2 separate regions of the Mus musculus genome follow, and region 2 is linked to region 1. Evidence: chromatin contacts called from public promoter capture Hi-C data. All regions are on one chromosome and are shown on one strand. Each heading gives the region's core, a stretch centred on a gene start, on an enhancer-like site or on the middle of the called end of the contact. The rest is flanking DNA. Distances are from core to core; before and after follow the strand shown.

Region 1 (7,919 bases), core at 2,273-4,772:
AAAAAAAAAAAAAAGAAAGAAAGAAAAGAAAGAGGAGGGAGGAAAGAAGGAAGAAAGGAAGGAAGGAAGGAAGGAAGGAAGGAAGGAAGGAAGGAAGGGGGAAGGAAGGACAGACAGAAGATTTACCTGGGTGACAGAACTAAGCTAAGAACTTAGGAGATCATCCACTCAAAAACTTCAGAACCCTTTACAGAAACCCAGACCACCCTCAATGGCCCCTCCACAATCCCCCTGCTCCAGAGCCCCAGTCCTAAGGATCAGCAAACTCCCAAGTATATGCACTTTGCTGCCTATGATGACATCAGCAAAAATTAAATTGGATAAATAAAAACATAGAACAAGGCCTATTTTTACCTCCGCAAGTCACAGGCCAGATGGGGAGGAATCTATCAATGCCAGAACCGTGGCTGCGCCTCCCTGTACCATCTATTACTTCACACCTTACATTTAGGCATCGCATCGCAAAGCACTCTGCAAACGACACTCCTGCAAGGGAGAGAGCAACCTTTTCCTGTTAGTGCTGGGCAGGCAGAGCCCCAACCACGCAGGTCCTTACTTACACACAGTCCTCTTCTGAAACACCAGAAACGGAAGTAAATGAGGAAGTGAACTGGTGGACCCAGTTCTGAATGACAGGTGACAAGGAGTCTTTGCAGAAGTGATTGTGTCAGAGATTCAGAACGGAGAGTAAGGATCTGAGATCACTCTCCATCTCCCTACAAGGTCAGGGGCTGGGCTCTTCCTGGGGCCATGTCCAGCTTTGTCTCCAACCTATATCTATGTGTTTATTTAATCAATTTATTTATTTAAATGGGATCTTGGTGTGTAATCCTGGGACATGTGGTAATTGCTATGTAAATCCAGGCTGGCCCAGAACTCAAAGCAATCCTCCTGCCTCAGCCACAATTATGGGCGTGAGCCACCACACCTGGTTGTAACCCATATCTAATCTTGAATGATTCACCAAGTCCTCCACCCTCACCTCCCTCCTTGGTCCAACCTGAAAAGAGGAGAGAAATATTGTATTATTCTACTTTTGACAGTGGTTTGACCATCCTTGGCACTTGGAAAGTACCTTCACTCTGGTGGCTCAGCAGTCTTTGGGAAGACCTAGCCCCAAATTCTAGAAACAGGCTGGTCTGCAAAACATGGCCTGTCATAAATCGCTGGGCTTTACAACAGGCCAGAAGAACAAAACACAATAAAGGTAGCCAGCCCGTCCTAGAATCAGAGCTACGAATTTAAATCCTGACTTTGCCATCTATCAACTTACCTGGACTTTACAAGTTCATGGGGAGACTATAGACTCTGTCCAGACAAGTCTGGGTTCAAATTCTGGGTCTACCGCTATTCTATAGCCTCTCTGTGTCCCAGTTTTTTCATCTACAGAATGGACACTGTAACAGTGCTCATCTAACAGTGTTGGTGGGGAAAAGGAAAAATAACTTCAAACTTTGTGCACCAAGCCCAGCACAGGGTGCATCCTTAATCATGGGGGACCGGGGTCGTGGTGCTACCTTCCCAAACTATGCCAGCCAGTTCATCTCTGCTAGTGTCTGTTTCCTCGTATAATAGAGACAATAACCTCTGACTTATGGTGAGCCCTAATGAGGACAGGAATGTTCAAGTCCTCAGTGCCCAGGCTGTACAGCTTAGGAAGTCAAATGTCAAGTCCTGGGCCCAATGAAGGAGGAAGGCCTAGAAGGCAGGCAGGTGGCTCAGACTTCGGCTACTACCCTTTCCCTGGTGGCCTGGGACACAGGTTTGATTTCTCTATGAGTCAGATGCCTTGGTCACAAACCCAAAAACAGAGTGGAATCCAGGAGAGTTAAGGACCCCAAGAACCTCTCAGCACACAGTAGGTACTCTGTAAACGATTCAGCTGCTTACCCTCTTCCTTTCCCACACCATATGCCACCTGGGAAAGCCAGCATCTCCATTTCTGGAAACCTAAACAGCTCTAAATCCTGGACAATGCTTAAGTCTGAGACTTGGGCTTTTTAAAAGACAGCAAATGACTTTTGTAGTCATCTCTGAAGCAGACGGGGCTCGGAGGCTCACAACCACAGGGACCATTTTAAATCCCGGGCCTTTTCTTCTGGGAAGTTAAGCAAGAACCTTCCCAAATGTTTGCCGTGGGGCCCTCTGCCAGAGAGTGACTCACTCCTCCGCTCCCCACAGGCATATTTTATTTGGGGGTGGGGGATCCAGGGAGAGCCTGGCCCCGGTGGGGGAGGGGAACAGTTTCAACACGTCCAGAAGGTGGGGATATTTTTTCTTCTCCAGTTTTCGGGACAAAGAGGAAAAAAAAAATGAACATGGGTCTTTTTTTGTTTCCTTCCAGGTTTTGTCTTCTGGACGACGATGTCCAAAGTTCACTGGTTAAGTTTCTCCTGTTGGGAGTCAGGCACCCATTCAATGAAATTCTTCTCCCATTAGCAATAGGGTTTTTAACATGCCCTTTTACACACACCAGGCTCCTGTGAGGACATTTTCCCCTCAAAAAGTCACCCTGCATTTTGCAAGTGGAGTGAAACTTTGTACATAAACTTTCTAAAGTTTGCTCTAACGCAGTTAAAACTTTCAAACACACATGCACAAACTGTCAATCAAAACTTCACGGACAGCCCTTAGAGGATGTGTCCCAAGCATGCTGTCACCCATTTGTTATGGCCCTCTGGGGCTCGGTTAAATCAGGGAAATATGATTAACTTAGAGGAGCAGGCAGAGAGGACAAGTATCTGGGGCCCTGGGTCTCCCTAGGGCCTAACCCCTAGGTATGGGGAACAGAGTCCAAATCTGGCCTAGCTAGAGACAGCCACGAACAAAGCCAGGGAACTAAGACATATTTAGAAAACCTCAATTCAAGTTCAGCGCAGCCCCCTCCTCAGCCTGCGTGGCCATGCAGAGTTCTGCCAAGGCCGGGCTAAGAGGCTTCCAACCAAAGTCAGAACCTGGGGATCTGCGGACTCACAGAATCCGGCCCAGCACCCTCTCTGGACAGGGTCAGCCGGCACATCACACACACACCGGCCTGCAGTGTGGAGTGCACAGTCTGGATCCTAAACACACTCTCGTATGGAATTTGTACACTTTTGCCCGTGCACGTGTGCACACACTCACTCGGGAACGTTCAGACACGTGGGCACACGTACTCCTTGGCATCCACGGTAAACACTCGATAAACGGATAAACCGAAGCCGAGCCCGTCCACCCGCACTGGTCCACCCCAAACTCACAGCCCGGGCCCCTGATGTGCACACGCACGCACTCCCGCGCAGCTGGGCGGATGGAGCCCGCCGCGGACACCTCGGCCTCCTGCGGGCGTCCCCGCCGACTCCCCGGGCACGCGCGCGCGCCCACAACGCCTCGGGTGACAGTCCCACGCCCTGGCCCGCGCCCCTCGCTGGTCCCAGGCCACTCACCGGCGCTGGCGGCTCTCTCGGCGGCGGGCGGAGCGCGGGTCACACGCGAGTTGGCGGCGCTGCGGCCGCAGCTAGTCCGCTTGGTTCAGCCGCCGCTTCTGCGCGCGCCCGCGCGCCCGCCCCTCCCCGCCGCGGGGCCGCGCCGCCCCCTGCGCCCGTGCGCGCGGCCGCCACGCAGGCTAGGGGGCGCCGGGGGCGCGCTCCCAGCCTGGGTGCCTGATCGTCCAACTCAGGTTGGAAGACTGAGCCTCAGACTCCAAACCCTGGGCACTGAACCCCTCTGCGCGGGCTCTAGACTTTATAAGATGCAGATTCGCTGGGTAACCAATTCGTGGACCCTTCCCCACACCCATGGATTCCTCATCAGCTGACATTGCTCCTCTCACAGCCCTCGCAGGACCGAAATTGACCCATTCACAGAGTGCAGCAGGAGGTGAAGTTCAGTTGATAGCATGCTTTCCTAATCTCAGCACTAGGGAAATTGGGCACCTGTAATCTCTGAATTAGGAAGGCTGAGGCAAAAATGTCTGAAATTCATTCATTCTTGGCTATATAGCAAATTCCAAGCCAGCCTGGGCTACATGAGATGTTGTCATTCATATTATATATATATATATATATATATATATATATATATATATATATATATATATATATATATATATGTATATATGTATATATGTATATATGTATATATATATATATATATATATATATATATATATCAGTGTGTACAATAGTACAGTGTACAAATAGTGCCCAGTACAGTTCCAGAAGTAGGCACCTAGGATAAATCCAAGTCCCTGCCCTCAAAGTGCCAGTATCTCCTGGGGATACTGCCTTCCTGGGAACTCCAGGCCAGCCAAGCATCAGTGTGCAGAAGGTTTTTAGGAGTAAGTGGGCCAGCCAAATACCCAGGAGCCTGGGGGTGGGGGTGGGGGTGGAGGTGGGGGGAATGACCTGAGTTTGATCCTCCAGACCCACACAATGGAACAAAAGAACTCCAGCAAATTGTCTTTAACCTCCCCATGTCTTCCAAATTCACACCAAGTGTTGTATGTTAAAAACAAAAAACAAAACAACAACAACAACAACTGCCTTCATCTATGCATACTTAACAACCCCACTAGGATGTCCAAGCTTCTCTGGGGAGCAATTAAGGTGACTCCCACTTCCCCTCAGGAAGGGATGCTCGTAGCTGGGACAGGTATTGCTGCTTCTGAGTGTTCTAGACTGTCTGTGTGCCCAAGCACCTGCCATCTGTCCATTAATCTGCTGTACATGTCTGGGCACGGGATAGCAACCTGCTGAGTATTCAGTTAACTAGTCTACTTGAGTCCACAGTAATCAGGCCCACAACCTATATTACTCCCCCTGCCTGCCTCATGATGTTCAGCCATTGTGAGGGTGGCATCATGCCACCCATGTGCCCATTTCTTAGATGGCTTTAATGAGGCCTGTGAGCAAAGTCCCCCAGGTGGTGAGTGGTTGAACTGGAAGCAGATGACACAGATTTCTGGTCTCAGCAGCTTATTGCTAGGCAACCTTGTTCTAAGTAAGAAAGGCATGGCCACCAGCCCAGAGCAGCCAGGCTGGTCCCTGCTTCTGAGAGGAGGGAACTGGCACCAACAAGTTATCTCTAATGTGCACACATACACTGTGGATTGTGGCATGTGAGGGCACACACGAATAACTGTTGTTTTAAAAAATGAAAGCTTAACGCCCACTCTAGGAAATCTGAGTTTCTCCAGGAAGCAGACAGTAGGATAAATAAGGTTAAGCAGGCCGGAGGCAGGAGGACCAGGGCTGCTTTCTAAGAGGCAATGAAGAGTGGAGGTCTCTACTGAGGAGCAGAAGTCTTTGGAGGAGAGGGTATGGTTAGGGGCCTGCTGTGTTCTGACTGGGTTCTCTGCTGTAAAAACTGTCCTGGCAGAACAGCTAAGGAGCAGCGTCAGATCACTAGAAAGGACTTTCCCCAGCCTTGCTGAGTTCACAAACACATGCAGTGTCTTCATTTTCAGGAAACTGAAGCTCAGAAAGGCCAAACAACATGTCCCAGGTCTCACAGCCAGTGATGAACCTTAGAGGTCCGGCTGTAGGCAAGCGGTCGTTTTTAAGTGTTAAGAGAATTAGGGGCCCAGCTCATATACCACCACACATCCAGTGAACTATAATGCAGGAACAGGATGGGTGGGGCTTACATAAGGCATCTTCAGTCTCAAGGGATAGGCTGGAGAAACAAACCCACCCTTCTCCCGACCTTCCTCCTTCGCACCCCTACTTCCTTCTCTTTGGCTATGGACCATACAGATGGATTGCAGGCCCCGCTGACATGCTGTGACATAAAATCAAATTTAGTCAGCTCCAAGACCCTCACCATTCCTGCAACACCCATCTTTCTGCAGGGGTGGGGAGAAGGGAGAGGTGCAAGGGCCACTTTTGTTTTCAACTCACAGGAGTTTTTAGTGAGTCCCAAAATGAGTCACTGAAAAGAGGTACTTACTTGCAAAATGCCTCCCAGATTTAGCATGGCTGCCTCCCTGTGTGTGCACTAGACTTGCCTGTGCCTCCCACTGCCAACCACACTGGGAATGTGGTCTCAGGGGCAGGCTCTATGTCTGCCCTGGAGACTTTCAGGATGATGCTGTGTTACTTCATTATCACTGTGCAGTAGAGGAAGAGAAACCATTTTGGCTCTCTGCGCCTTCCCTGGAGCTCTCTGTGGAGAAGCAGCTAGGATCTGCTGCTGCTGGTCCAGTCATCAGGAAGGTGTGGCCTCTGAGGGAGACCTTTATTGTCTTCATCCCCTTCATGGGGGTGGCAAGTCATGGGCTGAAGCTGAAGACACAGCAGCTCACAGAAGGAAACTGGTGGGATTCCAGGCGGGATGTGCCCCTGAGTACTGCATTCCTGCAGTACGTAGACGGGAAGGAGGGCCCTTTGGGAGAGGGAGACATGGGAACCAGAACCAGACTGCACCTGCCACATCCTGGGAGTAAAGTATCTCCTCAATGGCTTCTTGGTGGGAGGATTTTAGGAAATTCCTTATGTGGCTTTTGATGGGGGTAGGGCACGGCCTCATGTTTCTCAGGCTGGCCTTGAACTTGTGGCCCTTCAAGCTTCCTGCCTCCACTTCCCAAGAAGCTGGGCCTTGCCAGCTTCAGTGGCAGGAGAGGACCATCTCATCTACTCTATTCTCCTACCTGCTGTGGTTATCCACACAACCTTCTCACTCCCCAAAATGTTTCTGATTGGAAGATCAAAGACGTGTATCTTCCTGAAGGGCAGGGGTAGAGAGAAAGGTACCTGGCACCCTAACCCCCTCCACTTGGGGATACCTGATTGTTTGGAAATGTTCTTGGAGGACCTTACGTTATATCAAATGCAGAACTGGGTCTCTGGGTTCTAGGCCCTCCGTTCTCCACATCTCAGCATCTGTGTGTCCAAGAGCAGGGATCATCACTAGCCAGGGAAGTAGTCAGTACCTCCATCTCAGCTGGCAAAATGGTCTCCAAGAGAACTTGTGCTGGCTAGTTTATATCAGCCTTTGCATAAGTTAGAGTTGCTGGAGAGGAGGGAGGCCGATTTGAGAAAATGCTTCAATAAGATCAGGGTGTAGGCAGTATTTTCTTAATTAATGACTTAGGGGGAGGGCCCAGCCAGTGGTGGGTGATGCCATCCCTGGTCTGGTGATCCTGGGGTCTATAAGGAAGCAGGCTGAGCAGACCATGAGGAGCAAGCCAATAAGCAGTGTTCCTCCATGGCCTCTGCATCAGCTCCTGCCTCCAGCTTCCTGTCCTGACTTCATTTGGTGATGACCTGTGATATGGACAAGTAAGCTGAATAAACTCTTTCCTCCTCAAGTTGCTTTGGTCATGGTGTGAATACAGCAATGGTGACCCTAACTAAGACAGTACCCTAATAGTGTGAATTCATGGTGTGAATACAGCAATGGTGACCCTAACTAAGACAGTACCCTAATAGTGTGAATTCATGGTGTAAATACAGCAATGGTGACCCTAACTAAGACAGTACTGTAGACCTTGCCGACTAGAACTGCACTCTGGGAAATTTGACAATGAAGGAGATTTGAGACATGTGATTTTCTCACCTCTACCCACCCAATCCATCATTATTGGTTCATCTTTTGAAAGTAGTCAGTCTATTCTGAGCTATATTAGCCTTTACAGTGTGTGTGTGTGTGTGGGGGATCATCATGAGAGTTGTTCCTCAAGAAGTATACACTCTGGTTTGGTGGGGGAGTTTTTGTTTTGTTTCATTTTTTTAAGACAAGGTCTCTTACTGTCTCAGGGACTTCCCAGTTAGGCAAGGCTGGCTAGTCAAAGAGCCCAGGGATTATTCAGTCTGGGTCCTGAGATTAAAAACACTACCACCACACCCAGTTTTCAGCTCACAGATTCAAATCCTGCTGAGTCATAATGGGCTCCCAGTTGAGCACCCAAAACTAAGCCTTTCATGGATGCCCTGGACTGA
Region 2 (7,919 bases), core at 3,856-6,355, 500 kb before region 1:
ACTGCTGCTAAGGACACAAAGTCCTGATCCTGACAGCTGTAGCACAACCTCTTTACCTTCACAGCTTGATTCTTGGTGTTGATTGGTGAGTTCCGCAAAGCTGCATGGAACGCCCGAAGCATGTCCCCTGTGCATCAAAGCCAGTTAAGGATGGCTAGGCTCAAGCATGCCCATGCTTTCATTAATGACCTCCCTTCATACACAGCTCCAGAGTAGTTAAAGGGATCTTATCCATACCACGCACTGCCTCCCGCTGGCCTCTTGCAACCAGGCACAGGCTGCTACAGCCTTGACCTTTCCTGAGCCACAGGAAGGAGTAGAGGGCAGTGCCCTCTGCCAACCTGCAAGCTCTTCCTGAAGTATCTTCCTGAAGCTTCCTCCTCAAAAAACGGCCCTCTTTTGTGTTAGAATCTAATAGAGCCTGAAAGGAAGAGTATTAGCTCCAGACTCCCAATACCAAGTTCTCAGCACAAAAGAAATTTCTTTGACTCAGAGGGCAGAGAATAAGAGACAAACATGGGAGAGAGAAGATGAGGGAGAAGAGGAAAGAAGCAAGGGAAAGGGGGCAAAGGTATTTGTTCCAGAGAACAAGGACAAAGGACTGCCTCTGGATAGAGACAACAGATGGGGTACATAGGAAAATGGTGCTTTATAAAGGTAAAATAGGCCAGGCAGTGATGGTGCACGCTCTTAATCCCAGCACTCTGGAGGCAGAGGCAAGTGGACTGTTGAGTTTGAGGCCAGTCTGGTCTATATTGAGTTCCAAGGCAGCCAAGATTATACAAAGAAACCCGCCAAAAATAAAAGTAAAGGTACAAATGAAAACCCATGTTAGAATGTGGTGTTTCATTTTAACTGAGCATGTTAATTACATGAGCCAAAGGGGGCTTTTGATTACTGAATTTCAATACTTTGATGGCTGGGCCTGGGTAGGAGTAGGAATAAGCCAAATAAATCCAAATAGACTTTAGGGGCTGGCTTCAGGAATGCAGTCTGGTTAACACGGTCCACCAAAACCATGCCTGCCGTGTTCGAGCTGGCCAGAGTCCCTTCAGAGCCTACTTGCACATGCTCAGTGCTAGGCACTGTCTGCTTTACAGGATCTTCATGGGAAATCATGCACAAATGGACTGCAAGGAGTTCTCACCCTCTCTCATTCTAAAAGGGAATAGAAACACACACATCTTAATAGTTTTGTTTTTCAAAGCAGGGCTTCCCTGTATACCCCAGTCTGTCCTGGAACTGTAGGTCTGTAGACCTTGAACTCAGACATCCACCTGCATCTGCCTCCTGAGTGCTGAGATTAAAAACAGTCAATGCTACCACCACCAGGCTAGACATAACGCATCTTCACTCTGTGCCTCTTATCAAACAGCTAAAGCAATCAAGTATGTCAAATATACCTCTCAGGCTAGGCCTAGTAGTTCATTCCTTTAAATCTCAGCACTTAGGCAGATTCAAGGCCAGCCAGAGCTACATAGTTAAAACATGTCTCAAGGGGGATGTCTGAGATAGGGGGTTGTCTGTCTTCCAAATCAGCAAGGTCTCACTTTGGCCCACAAAATGAGCCATTTGCTCCCTTTCCCCACAAGCCTTAGATAGAATCCTAATTTCACATTCACTGCTGAGTTCTGAATACCCAGCACACTGAAGAAAATTACAATCTAGGTTATGTCCCCAAAGGTTACACCTATTTTAAACTGAATTACATCAGCCAACTTTCATTTCCTCATGTGAAACACTGGCTTAAGCCAAAAAGCTTCAAAAATAGAACAAGGAATGACTCTGCCCAATCAGGTCTTTACTTTTGACCATGCAGCAATGCCCATGTGTGAACAGCTAGCCTCTGGTGCAAACCTGAAGTCCCAACTTCCCTAGTGAGTACCATCTTGAAAAGCTATTCTGTACCACCAGGCAAGTCACTTCCTTACCATGTTGGAATGGACCTACCTTACAGAGTGGACAGGTGCCCCACCCTTTATCTTTAGTTTTCTTTTTCTTTTTCCTCAGACAAACAAGAACTAGTCCTGATACAGCCACTGATAACCCTCCACCCCATAACTTTTCTAATTCAGTATCCCCAGGCAATAAGCAGGGTCCCATAAAAGCTTAACAGTACACATGAACTAACAATCATTTCATTCACAAAAGAGATGAGAGGGAAAGGCAGAAATGATGTAACTAGTCCACAAGGATGAGAACGTTAGGCTTAGCACTGCAGCCTGTCAAGCAGCCACTGACAACCAAAGGCTCACAAATGCTGGGTACAAGAGGAAGCAGAGAGGCACCTCTGCAATCATGTTTACTAACTAGCCTCCATACCCAGATAGTGTCCAATAGCTTCAGACAACAGGCTGAAGAACCCACCAGACCATTCTCAGCCATGGCCATTTTAAACCAGATGATTCTTTGATGTATGCTGCAGGATATTTAGCAACCTCCCTGGCCTTTACCCTAAAGTTTCCAGTAACATCCTAAAACTATCAAAATGTCACCAAACACTGCCAAATTTCCTTGAGGAGGGGTGAAAAAAACTACCAAATCACTCAAAACCACTGCTCTACCTACAGTCCTACTTGAAGGACCAGAAGCTGTTTCACTGAGAAAGAAAATGAACTACAATGGTACTTTAAAACCGCTGGAGTGGAGGGAAAAAAAAATCCTCCCTGGGGGTTTTGGATCCAGGACCAGATACAGTCACATCTCACCTTATTCTACAAACCCTCTAGGACAAGAGCCTGACTTCTGCCATAGAGATAATGAAACTGAGACAGAAGGGAAATTACTTGCCCAAGGTCACAAAGCTACAATTCAGAGCTGCCTTTCAAATCCAAGCCCTCTCTACAATCCCCTGCCCCTCCTACAACCCGGGCCCAAGTTTTGGAGTACACCTGCTGTGTGTTTAGTGGTACACCTGTTGAGGTGGTAAGACCAACATAGTTGTCTCTATCATTTAAGAATGCTGAGGTTCGGGCTGGTGAGATGGCTCAGTGGGTTAGAGCACCCGACTGCTCTTCCGAAGGTCCAGAGTTCAAATCCCAGCAACCACATGGTGGTTCACGACCATCTATAATGAGATCTGATGCCCTCTTCTAGTGTGTCTGATGACAGCTACAGTGTACTATATAATAAATAAATAAATCTTTTAAAAAAAAAAAAAAAAAAAAAAAAGAATGCTGAGGTTGAGAGAGTGTATGACCAGCAGAAGGTTAAAGCAGGTTAGACAGTGCCTGTGTGGATGCACAGCAGCTTTCTATTTCCACACTCTGCTCTTCCACAAACAATTCCCAGCACAGGCCTGAGACCACCACCACCTAATGTCCCCCTAAACCTCTTCACTATTCTCTCCTAAGACTCACATGAGGGTCTATAGACTGAATGCAATGATTAGCACCTGATAGGGACTCAATTACTACTTCCATCCTTCTCCCTACCTGGGCCTGACATCTGCTAGGGTTTCACTCTCCTCTGCTAGCCTCCCTTCTCCCAATCCCGAGAGGTACACTCTCCATAGTAACAAGGCTTCTGACACTGCCATGAGTGTAGAAGCAATCTCTTCTATAAGCTAAGCCAATGCCTCTAAGCTGCCTAAGAAAGAAAGAAAGAGAGAGAGAGAAGAAAAAACAGCCAGGGACTTCAGCAAGGCCCAGCAACAACACCAAAGCAGAAGCTGACAGATCCCAGTCTCTTCATCAATATAATTAGGATTCTGGCCCAAATGCATCGTTCTGGAGCCTTGTCAACAGTACCTGCACATAAACCAGTCAGTACCCTGCACCATTCTAAAAACCAATCTTCCCTCTAGGGGCCTTCTCATGACCCAATTTAACCATCAGAATGGTGCAGGAAATAAGTTTGAAATCTCCACATTTCAAAAACATATTCTTGTTCAGTCTAAAAGGGTTGTTTTCAAGATATATTAGAGGAGCACTATAGGACTCCTCCCAAAAGCGGTACACCTGACTTCCCAGGCTGAGTCAACTGATTAAACAGCCAGAACCTGATTTATATACAGCAAGAGCCTCCAACCCTACCCTGGCAAGTGCGGGGGAGGGGTACACACTTCCTGTCAAGCTATTTGAATAAAGAAAAAAAAAATCTTCCTGTGAGAATAAATCAGTTTCCTGTGGTGCTCAAACTGCTAAGAGACCAAGCCAGCTGTGACAATCACCTCTATTTTTACTCTTCTGTTCTAAATGCTTGTTTTCTGTGGCCACCAGCAGTCATTTTCAGTCGTGGGGAGCCACTTTTACATTTGACACTGTATGGTGTTTTTGAGCTCTGAATCACTAGCTTTTTCCACGCTTTCTGCACAAGGCGGTTAATGGCAGAGTCGCATTACTTGTTGAATGTACTTGGTCCATAAAGGCGCAAAACCCAACGTGCTGAGGAAAGTGGCGACAGGTGAGAAAAGGTAGCAGGCCATATCACACCTGAGGGCTGGACCTTAAAGCACACCTCCCCCACCTCCGCCCTCTAGTCAGTCTTCCTCCAACCATCCACCCACCTATTTTCACGCCGGGCTACAATCGGGCCCAAGAAAGCCAGTTAGACAAGCGCAGTAGGGCAGTGGCCCTGGCTGCTCAATGAATCCAAGGTGGTTCACCTCGGTCCCTCCTGAGGGCAGCACCTGGGAATGACCCCGCTTACTATAAGGAGGGATAAAGGGATACCAAGGCCGATGCACGGACACCCAGAAGGATGCGGAGCGCAGCAGAGCAGAGGGAGAGGAGCTCCAGGGCTGCGCTGCTGAGAAAGGCGTAAGGCCAACCACAGACCGGGAGAACCTGGGACTGACAGGAGCCGGGAGGGGCTGGGGTTGGGCGGAGGACCGGGAGACTGGGGCTGGGGTGATCAGGGTGCGAAGGCCGAGCCGGGCCGCCGCGCCGGGAAGGATATTGCCGCAGGAGCCCGTCTACCTCGCAGGGGTCGGGGCCTGGCTCGCCCGCCGCCGCCGCTGCCTCTTCGTGCTCGTCTACGAATTTGTTCTCGTCAAATTCGTCGATATCCACGCGGCGGAAGCGTGAGGACAGTGTGTTCCGGGCCATGGCGGGAGCGCGGCGGCCACTCAGCCGCCTAGGCTTCGCTCTTTCCCGGCTCCCCTCCGCACCGGCTCCGCTTGGGGGCGGGAAGCGGCCGCCAGGCACCGCCTCCCCTCCTCCGCGCGCAGCCGCCGTCGCCCGCCCACTTCCGGGATGCGCCGGAACCGGAAGCTCTTGTGGGCGGAACTGCGCCGTGGGATCGTGGAATGCTGATGAAGTGGTGTCAGGCGTTGCAGCCGTAACTCTGTCCTCTCCGAAGCCGGGCTGCTGGTATAGCCAGCGCTTCTGTCCGCTCCGGAGGAAGAAATCTTAGAGCTAAGGGATGGCAGGGAGTGACGCGCAGTGCCGGAGTCTCTTAAGCACTGACCCACAAGAGGACCCACTTTGTTAAAAGTAAACGGCTTTAAAGGCGTTGATGTGTAACCCAGGGGCTGGCAGGACGCTTGATAACATCCTTTCTTGAGGATGTAACGACTCCTGCGGGCGTTCCGAAAATTAAAGAGGATTCTGTGGCCACCTGTACTCCTGACTGAAGAGGCATATTTTAGGAGGCGAAAGCTGCAGAATCCCCAGGATTCTTTCTATTTCAGACGTAGGCTAAAATGAATCTTTTCTTGTAACTATATGAAAACTATTTAATAAAAAATATTAAAAAAAAAGAAAACTATTACATTTTAACCTAGTAGAACTCGAGCAAAAAAAATTAGGTGAGACATGGTTTTGCTCCTGCTACACATAGCGAGTAATGTGGCACATGCCTTATTCCAGCCCTTAGGAAGCAGTGGCAGGGGGTTCTTGTGAGTTCTAGATAGTTTTGACTACATAGTTCTAGATCAGCCAAGACTACAGAGTGAAACCCTGTCGGGAAATTTAAAAAAGAAAAAAAGTGCTATTCTTGGAGACCTGGGTTCAGTTCCCAGCATCCACATAGCAGCTCACAGTGCTCTGCGACTCCACCTCCAGGGAGATCCAGTCACCTCTGCCGGCACAGCACATACATGGTACATGTAAAATTTAAAAATGTAAGGGCTGTCTTAATTACATCAGGGATGGCAAAGTACAGTGCCTGTAAGTTTTTTGTCTTCAAAGATGGGGAATGTAATTGGGAATTCAAAAATATTGTGAATCCTGGGTTTAATCCTAGCACTACAAAAAATGTCCAGAAATATGATGTATATTTGTAACTCTAGTAGAATCCTGGTCATCTTTAGACTTCCATTTAAAACTAATCCACACTCGGTTCATTTCTCCTTATCCCATTTACAAAAGGCTTATTCATTCTATCCAACCAGTATCCCCATCCTGGGCCTGAAAAGCATTAAACCCTCAGAGACCTTCAAGACTGGCTCTGGAAACAGGCACACAAACACATGGCTTAACTCAGCTTGGTACTTAAGAGCACTTAGGATACAAGGGTACGCTGCTACACTTGGGATGGGAGGTGACTAAAAAATGTTCATTACAGTACCTTTTTTGTTTTTTTGGTTTTTGGTTTTTTGTTTTGTTTTGTTTTGTTTTGTTTTCTCGAGACAGGGTTTCTCTGTATAGCCCTGGCTGTCCTGGAACTCTGTAGACCAGGCTGGCCTCGAACTCCGCCTGCCTCTGCCTCGCGAGTGCTAGGATTAAAGGCGTGCGCCACCACGCCCAGCTTTCATTACAGTACCTTGAGTACCTCTTCTATCAGCATCAAGTCATGAACAATTGAGAAACTGCTGGAAAAATGGGCAGCTGCTGAATGGAGCTTGGCAAAGAAAGGGCTCCAATTGGTCAGTTTGGTCAACTCATCACACAAACCCAACATCGTCTGCTTTGTTCTGATCTAGATGCTAGCGGTCTGTCTGGGACTGTAGGCAAAGGGTCATGTGCACTTTAACCATGTTATAATTTCCCCAATCTTTACATATCAGGTCTTGGCTGGGAGCTTTGCAGGTTTTCAGTTTAGTTCCTCTAATCCTCAAAGATACACTAACCGGAGACGCGAAGGGACTTGCCAAGATATAAACTGGTACTAGCAATAAAGCAAGACTCTGTTTCGGAGCTTTTATTTATTCTTGTATCAGTGCCGGGAATGCACACAGCTTTGTGCATGCCAGGGAAACACTACCACGGAACTAAGCTACCAGCACGATTTGGAATCTCTCTGGAGACGGTTTCATTAATATATCTTGGTGTAATAAAGAAGGCTTGAACTCCGGATCCTCCTTTTCCACTGCCTGGGCGCTGTGACACCGTGCCCAGACCTAAAGCAATAATCAGAAATCCCACAAAAGTCTGGGGATGAGATTTGTACTACTACATACCATCTCCGCAAATTCTTGCTGGATGACTTTATTGTTACCCTTGCCAGGTGGTGGCGCACTTTGGATACCAAACTTGGGTACAAAACAAGTCCAGGAGATAGGTAGGTAGGTAGGTAGATAGATAGATAGATAGATAGATAGATAGATAGATAGATAGATAGATAGATAGATAGATAGATAGATATGGAGGCCTTGTATTTAAAAAAGAAAAGAAGAAAAAAAGGATAGCGAGATGGTTAGGTCGAACCTGACCACTTGCGTTCGACGTTCGAGCGCCGAACAGTGGAAGAAGAGAACTCCCACAGGTTGTTCTCCAACCTCCATGCTCGCTGGCTCTCTCACATACACTTGCGAGGCATTGTGGCACTTGTACTGTCAGCATTAGGAAGCGATTTAGAATAAGACCTTGTCTCAAACTTTTAAAGAAAACCCTCACACCTCATGCCCTCCGCACCCTGACACCACCCGCGGCTAGCTCAGCCCCGCACAGACCAGAGAACTTCAAGCTTCCGAATAAAACCGAGGGAACAGAAGAACTGCAGCCTTCTCTGCGCTGCCTCCAGCCAGCCCGGTGTTG

Evidence for each region. Capture Hi-C pulls out chosen DNA fragments and counts their contacts.
Region 2: a promoter capture Hi-C map of liver shows a contact between it and region 1. The contact joins the promoter of Arpc5l here to the promoter of Nek6 in region 1. A contact is called at or near these places in 1 of 39 promoter capture datasets (pre-B cells) and 2 of 9 other capture datasets (adipose tissue and liver).

Annotation. Positions count from the first base shown.
Region 1 is chr2:38,507,300-38,515,218 of GRCm38.p6, reverse strand. It overlaps Nek6 (NIMA (never in mitosis gene a)-related expressed kinase 6), which reads right to left and starts at 3,522. Exons shown (of 10, transcript NM_021606.3): 1 at 3,426-3,522.
Region 2 is chr2:39,005,325-39,013,243 of GRCm38.p6, reverse strand. It overlaps Arpc5l (actin related protein 2/3 complex, subunit 5-like), which reads right to left and starts at 5,105. Exons shown (of 4, transcript NM_028809.1): 1 at 4,900-5,105; 2 at 57-129. The coding sequence starts at 5,048.